Regions from separate parts of the Hordeum vulgare genome. Here region 1 is linked to region 2. Evidence: chromatin contacts called from public Hi-C data. All regions are on one chromosome and are shown on one strand. The core of a region is the stretch at or near the end of the contact, and the rest is flanking DNA. Distances in the headings are between cores, read along the strand shown. Region 1 holds the start of LOC123444218 (farnesyl pyrophosphate synthase-like). Region 2 has its middle 77 kb from the start of LOC123444218.

The links. A called contact is a pair of places that touch in the nucleus more often than the background predicts.
Region 1: a Hi-C map of seedling shows a contact between it and region 2, with 1.8 times the contacts expected there. The contact joins the promoter of LOC123444218 here to the enhancer-like site in region 2. A contact is called at or near these places in 2 of 6 Hi-C or Micro-C datasets (leaf and seedling).

Annotation. Positions count from the first base shown.
Region 1 is chr3H:453,385,347-453,389,118 of MorexV3_pseudomolecules_assembly, reverse strand. It overlaps LOC123444218 (farnesyl pyrophosphate synthase-like), which reads right to left and starts at 1,390. Exons shown (of 11, transcript XM_045120873.1): 1 at 1,105-1,390. The coding sequence starts at 1,254.
Region 2 is chr3H:453,309,202-453,313,174 of MorexV3_pseudomolecules_assembly, reverse strand. No RefSeq gene overlaps it. Among protein-coding and RNA genes, the nearest start is that of LOC123444218, 77 kb to the left of the region's middle. Within about 2 kb of position 1,589, at least 2 of the 3 cell types and tissues checked have open chromatin away from gene starts, as enhancers often do. A contact at or near this core is called in seedling, where this site is marked.

The DNA of each region.
Region 1 (3,772 bases), core at 141-2,640, 76 kb before region 2:
TTGTATTTCCCATGTGCTTCCTGCTATGATAAATGCAAGCCAGCCAGCAGCTGGATTTTTTTTATAGTGTCGCTGTTTTTTAAGAGACAAGAATTTGTGGCCATAGGCAATAGTAGTGCTCAGGAATTCTTGTATCACTTTCCTGTAACCCATATCTGGCATCGCAAAGCCACAACTCCAGACAATTTAAGCTTTAGTTAAACTCCATTAAATGAATCCAAGTTCTTTTAAGAAATACTGATGATTCCTATATGTACATTCATGATTTACTGGATATGAAAGTGAATTGTGAAAAAGAATTATGATACTGTATGTTATCTCATGATAATTCCTTTTATCTCGATACTCTAGTCCATAAAGTGAATAGTACTCCCTCCGTTCCTAAATATAAGACCTTTTAGAGATTGCACTATAAACTACATACGAATGTATATAGACATGTTTTAGAGTATAGATTCATTCATTTTGCTCCGTATGTAGTCTCTTAATGGAATCTCTAAAAGGTCTTATATTTTGGAACGGAGGGAGTAGATGGCATGCCCCAACACGGGTGGAGGTTTAGCAATTGGCTGAGTAGCAACGGAATTGTCAGTGTTTCATAGTAGCTGCTTGGTTTAAAACTCTTGAGAAGCTGTAACAATCGGGTTTTATGCAGCTTCGGATGCAGAGGGCAGAGGATACGTTATCTTCCATATAAAAAACATGTTCCACAGCCACCCTATTAGATGCTCGCTCCCAATCCTTGCTCCTTGGATTGGTTGGTTCAGTGTGCCACAGGAACCGGAACAGCTCAAATGTCATGAATAATAGGAGGGCTCGCCAAAAATGAGGTGAAAGTGCTGCATAAATAAGAGTAGGTTGTTTAAAATTATTGCTTGTTTGCAGCAAAATTTTACTCGGCCTTCACGTCCCCTCTGCAACTCCCAACCCTTACTCCCATCGGAACACAAAACTGCACAGACCGGGAGAATTTTACCGGCCAGTCACCAAATCCATGACAATCACCCAAAGACCCGTGTGCGCCGTCTACTCTGAAACCAGATCAAACCAACAGCCGCACTCCCAGAAATATATAGAGAGATGGAAGGGGGGAGGAGGCATTACGCGGTCGATCCACTGGAGGGACTCGTCGGTGAACTCGAAGGCGGGGTCCTCGAGCATCTCCTCCTTGAGCCTGCTGTATATTTCCGCGAACTCGGCCTTGGAGTCGCCACCGGAGCCGTTCGACAACGCCACCGCCGCCGCCGCCGCCATTGCGCACGCGAGCGAGAAGGGACGAGAAGGAGCGGAGATTTCTGTGGAGAGTATGGTTGGGGAGGAGGATGAGAAGCAAGGAGCTCTCTACTGCACGCCCTGGACGGAATTTTTGTGGGGCAAACAGATTTCTGGGCACGCGTTTTATTTAAGGACGGGAGATGCCACGGAGATCCGTGACGGCGACACGCGTGGGAGCGACGCTGGGAAGGGCGCTGGCCTCCCGCGACTGGCGCAAGCGCGAGAGGGATCGCCGCGCCGCGTTAGATCTACGTGCTCCGAACCGTTGGATCAATGAACGTTCACCGTCTTTCCTCTACTGAAAGGGAAAATCCTCGTCGCTTCACTCGTCCCTGCCTTCGTCGGCTCGCCGCCTCCTCTTGTGCAGCTCGAGGCCCCTCGCCGGCTCGCCGCCGCCGACCCGTTGGAGAACGCATCTCCGACTATCCTCTTTGCAGCTCCAACGGTTGTAGTGTCGTGCCATCCTCATCGCAGCTTCCGGCGTCACTTCTCGTAGCTTCGCACATGGTTGTGTCCAATGTATTCACGCGCTGATTCGAACACCGCTATACGCTGGTTCCAGTGACGCTTGATGACGGTCGCAACACGGCTCCATGGCACACCCGGAGCAACGCTCGATGCCGGTTTCGATGGGTTTAAATTTTATTTTATTTTGCATCTCTTATTTCGTTCCGTGGTGTTAGGATTCTTCGGATTTTACTGTATCCATGCATCCTTCTGTCAGTTTTTACAAAGTTAACACTTACGAAAGCATTTAGGAATCTAAGAAAAGAACACCCAGATACGATGGTAAAATTAGGTCAATCTAACATGATAGAATACTGTCTTAAAAGAATAGACCAATCGGGAGAAAATAGGAACCTCACGGAGAGGTCCAAAGTGCAAGACAACACATGTTACGAGTGGACGCGCTTGTAACACCGATCATACCGAATGTCACCGTCACCTCCTAGTCAAGTTTTTTGCTCCCGTAAAATTAGATCGATGAACAGACACCCGTAGCCACCAGAAACTCGTCCAGAACAAATAACCTAGCCTCTCAAAGGATTCTTGAAAGGGAATCGACAAAGAGACTCCACCCACATCACAGCACCACCGAGAGGACACCATCATCATCTATCTACATGATCACCATCTCTTTGTAACACATTAAGAGTCTATATGAATGGACAAAAACGATTTAGGATGGGGATCTGAATTCCCCTTCCCTCAACTCTCAGTGGAACTTCTCCTATGTACCTGCATAAATATGGCTCGTAGGGCTTCGTTTACACTCAGACTTTGTGTAGCTAAAAATCCTAAAGGTTAGCCATTGTTACAACTTCGTAAACGGCTGCTACCATACCGTTTTTTAGAATCTAACTTAGTCAATCCTTCATCAATATTCTCAGTACTTAGTTTGTTACATAATTCTCGTTCTCAATTACGCGTAATGATTAGACCTGCATGGCCAGGCTGGATGTACCTTTGGCATCGTTGATAGCCTCCACGGGAATGGATCAATGACTGATAAGGAGCATGGTTTAGTGTTGGTTGTAGACCGATCATCAAGGTCGATTTTCGCCCAAAGAGAAAGAGTGCCTCTTATCGAAGGATCACGACGCCAATACTGTTATCATACATTGAAAGCCAATACAAAATTATAAAAATGTAACTGGTTTGATGTGTAAAAATACAATGAATATTTTTGGAACCAAACTATTGTTAGTCCTTCTTGAATTCCTTTGAGTTAAAAGGCAATGTTCAATAATGTCAACACAAAAAATTTAGGAAATTTCGTAAAGATTTTTACCCTTCAAGGATCCTACTCCTCTAAAAAGTACCTATCAACAAATACATTATGCATTATTTTAAGGGTTACAGGGTTGTTTGGCTGACAACAACAACTACCTTCTCAGGATTTTAGCTTTGATCGATAGCCTAGCTATATGATTGGATAAACGCCAAATATTTGGTTGATGGTTCACTGTTTGCACCCTTGTGTTGGCGAGCCCACCACGGTGAATTCTTCCACCAAAATTTTGGCTCACCCCATTTTGGTAGGGCTGGTCTCGACCCCATGCAAACAGTGAAAACACAAAGGTGAACATGGTTTCACCCGCACCCATGTGAATAATACATTCAAGAAAATATTAGGAATTTTTTAGAATTTCTGAAATGGTGGGTTGTCAAATTTGATCTACCACTTTACTCACGTGTGAGGTTTCATGATGTATTGACATCCGTTGTATTCTTATTTTCTTAGTGAACAAAATACAATTGAGACCACACTATCCATAAACAATATTATTTAATTATTATTATTTTGTCATTTTTGCCAAGAATATCATGTATACCATCTCTTCATGAAACTTCATACATGAGTATAGCGGTCGAATACGTATGTTTTAAAAAAAAGTTTTGTTTTTTCTTAGTATTTTTTGAATTTACTATTCATAAGGTGTGCAAGTGAAACCATGTTCATCAAATCCACGCCAAACAGTCCCTGCATTCTTCA
Region 2 (3,973 bases), core at 340-2,839:
TATAATAGCGATGACCTCTACACACAAAATAACTGTACTAAGGTTCTGTTTATTTAACCCTTCATTGTTATTTTAGAGGATGTGGACGGGAAAGAATACCATGCAAATTTTCCCCAGGATTAATAGAACCAAGAATCCAGTACAATACTCATCTATATACTTGATATACTGAATAATTGTTTTACACATCACCCGTCGTAGTATGGTTCAATATATGATGTGCACACTTACAGTTTACCAAGATGACGCTACAAAGGAGATTGTGAACGGTCATTTAACTTATTTACTTCGACGAAGACATAGACCAATTTTACTATTGATTTTGACCAACAGTATTCAGTTTGCTTTAGCATCCATTTTGTGTATCCTAATTTTTCCTTTGCAGGTTAGTTAACTTATTTACTTCAACAAAGGTATATAGGACAAAATTTCTATAGATTTTGATCAACAATATTCAGTTTGATTTTGCATCAATTTTGTGTATTCTCAAATTGCATTGCAGTGTTAATGTATCAGAGAGTTTCCTCTATTATTCGTCCGGACAGTTGGTATCCCACATTTGAATACAAATATCTCACATTTGCCATACACGCTCATGGATGTCTACAGAAAGGTGCAGAAAAGATGCAAACATGTCTTGATTTGCGATACATGCTCAGATGGAAGATACTTTGGCCATCTCTACTCTACATACCCATATAATCCAGTTAATAAGTGCTATGACACATGAACTAAAATTATTATCAGTAAGGCAGTTATGTCACTATAATATAGTTCAAAATAGCAAGCGTTGGCTACGATAAGGCAGTTATGTCACTATAAAGTATCACCTTGGAGGCGCTTCGATTATCAAGCAGTATCCATACTTCCAATTTTCATTAGCATGCCTTGAATTACATCATGCTGGACATCATTATGGTAACACAAGTGGTTTGTTAGACGGTTTATATATAATTTGTAAACCTAGAGAAATGTGATATCGAGTTAGACGTCAAAAGTTTATTTTGTATCCAATACCATCATCCAGTATTATTCAACTTAATAGTTTTGTACTTATTTCTTAACATCATGTGCCATAAAATTCCCGCGGCAACGCGCGGGGCATCATCTAGTTATTTACAATTTGTTTGATCATTGTCCGCTTCCGAATATGTCCGCCGACATTCATAGGCTAGTAGCTGCCTGCAAAACGTGACGACGCACGATCGAATAGCTAAAAGCTAGAGCTCTTTTCCGCACCCGGTTACAGCAAGTACAATAAGGTACAGTCAGCAGACTGTAAAGATTAAAATACTATATTTTTACTGAGTTGGATGAGAGAGAAGTGAAGCGGGCTTTTTGTGAAGAGTCAGCTCTAGCACGTGCTTCTAGGTGCTTTATAAAAATGAAAGATGAGTCATATATGATAAAAGTAGTACTCTTTTATAGCTAATTATTATACAAGCTAACTATAAGATGGGCTATAAGATGACATATAGTCAGCAGTTGGACGTACACCGCCGCCGCTGAACATGGCCTCCCACGTGGCCACGTCACTGGTCGCTAGCTCACTCGCCGCAGTGGGATACTTCTCGCAATTTTCGCCGTGCGTGCGGTGAGCCCGTGACCAGGCAGTGGAATGAAGTACTGCTACATATACTTGGCGGCCACGGAGCATATGGATGCGACTTGTTTGATCACATGATGAACCTGGACAGGAATGTGATTACGTTGGTAAAAACGAGGCGAGGAGTTGGTGCAAGACCCCCAGGTTACCTACTGTACCAAGGATTGTGATAGCGTGTTTACCAATATATATATATATATATATATATATATATATATATATACACACACACACGAATATTGCTTTTGGCTCCCGAGCTCACTGGAGGCCTTTAAATTCAAACTTCAAATTCAATGAAAATTTATATTTTAATATTTCAAAAAATTCTGAAAAAAAATATATAGATAAATGAAGGTATAATACAAAAGTGTGTAAATTTTCAGAACAAAATACGTTGAAATGAGGGCTGTGTAAAAAAGACAAATCTGGGGCTGTTTAATACATGTTAATATTCATCATTTCAGACCATGAATTTGTCTTTTTTGTACAGATCACATTCTAAATTAATTTGACCTGAAATTTTACACACATGTTGGTTACATCCTTACATACATACATATTTTTTTCAGAATTATTTGAACCATAAAAATTTGAATTTGAATTTTTCAAAAATAAAGGCCTCCATGGAGCTCGGCCTCCAAAACGCTATTCTCTCTCTCTCTCTCTCTATATATATATATATAGCAAAATGACCCGTGCGTTGTCATGAAAAAAAAAACATAATCTTTAATGATGATGACCACATTATGTTCACATATCATCGCTTGATTTAGAAATTTTGTACACAAATGCAAGAAAATGTTTGTTCTTTTAAATTTATTCACAATTTGAAGCAATCTTTACATTTTCAAAAAATATATATCATGGTTGTCAAAAATCTTGATAACTCAAAGATTTATTCTGAATTTCAAGATTTTTTTTAGAAAACATACGATAATAATCCGATCCATCCAACAGTTAATCTTCAAAATTCACACAGGTATATAGTCACAAAGACTTAGAAGCATTAATGTTTAACTACATACATTAGATCTTTCGTGAACAATTTTACAAATATGGAAAAAAATTAAAATCGAGAACATTTTTTACAATTTACAAATATTTACTAAAAATCGTGAATATTTTTTATATTTCGAACGGGTTTAAATATTTTCTTTTGAATTGGCGACCAATTCAAGAAAAGACGAACATATTTTTTGATGTTGGAGGATTTTATTTTAAATTCACAAACATTTTTTGAAACGAATGAAGTTTTTCTAAATAAACAAAAAAAATTATAAATCAGTAAACTATTTATTAAATTCATGGACATTGTTTTGGAATTTGCAAAAAAATATAAAAATACGGCGCTTTATGGTATCCCATTTAATTCAAAATAAAAATTCGTCAGCATTTTAATTCAAAATTCCTATTTTTTAATATGCAAAAGTTTTTGTAATTCTAAATTATTTAAATTATAAATAAACAAAAGTGGAACGGAATATTTTAAATAAAAAAAGAAACTATCAAAACAGGCATTAGCTATTTTTAAAATTTTAGGACATTTTTAAAATGCATTAACATATTTTGAATTAGAAAGCATTTTGTTAAATGCCTTCAATAAATTTTAATAAATGGAATTGTATTTGAGATCATGGACTATTCTTATTGTACACACATTTTTCTAAAATTGCAAACATTTTATTGTATATGCGAGTATTTTTTTACAAAACTCCGAGCAGTTTTTGAAGTCACAAACATTTTAATTTTTTAAATATGTTGATTTATAATTTTCAGTTTATTAAAATTTTAAAGATTATTTAAAGTTTTAAATTATTTAAAATAGAATAAATAAAACAAAAGTGAAAATAAATAAATAAACGGAACTAAAAGAAGGCGCCTGTGCATGGGTCGGCCCATACGGTGTGCTGGATATTCTCCCAGCATGCAGAGCGTAATATAGGAGGTTTTTACATGGGCCGACCCAGTGCACGATTTTTCGTTTTGTGAAACGCTTTCTATTACTTACCGGTGGCATGGTGGGTAATTTATGAAAACTTTAGGAGTAATTTCCAAGACGAACGACCAGAAACCGTATTTGTTATATATATGTCGGGTGTAGTTACTCCCATTTTTGTTTCGTATGTTCTAGATATTATCTATCATATCAGAGTATATGCATATGTAGTATGTAGTATATAACGATGTTTAGGTAGTATATATAGTAATTTTTAGGTAGTATGTATCATATTTTGAGCATACTTTTTTTGACGTATGAATATATACATATTCCATAAATCTAATAAAACCTATGGGCTTCCTTACTTTTTTTGGATAACTCACTTTGAATTATCTTAAATATAGTATATAAACATAGTAAAAAGTTAC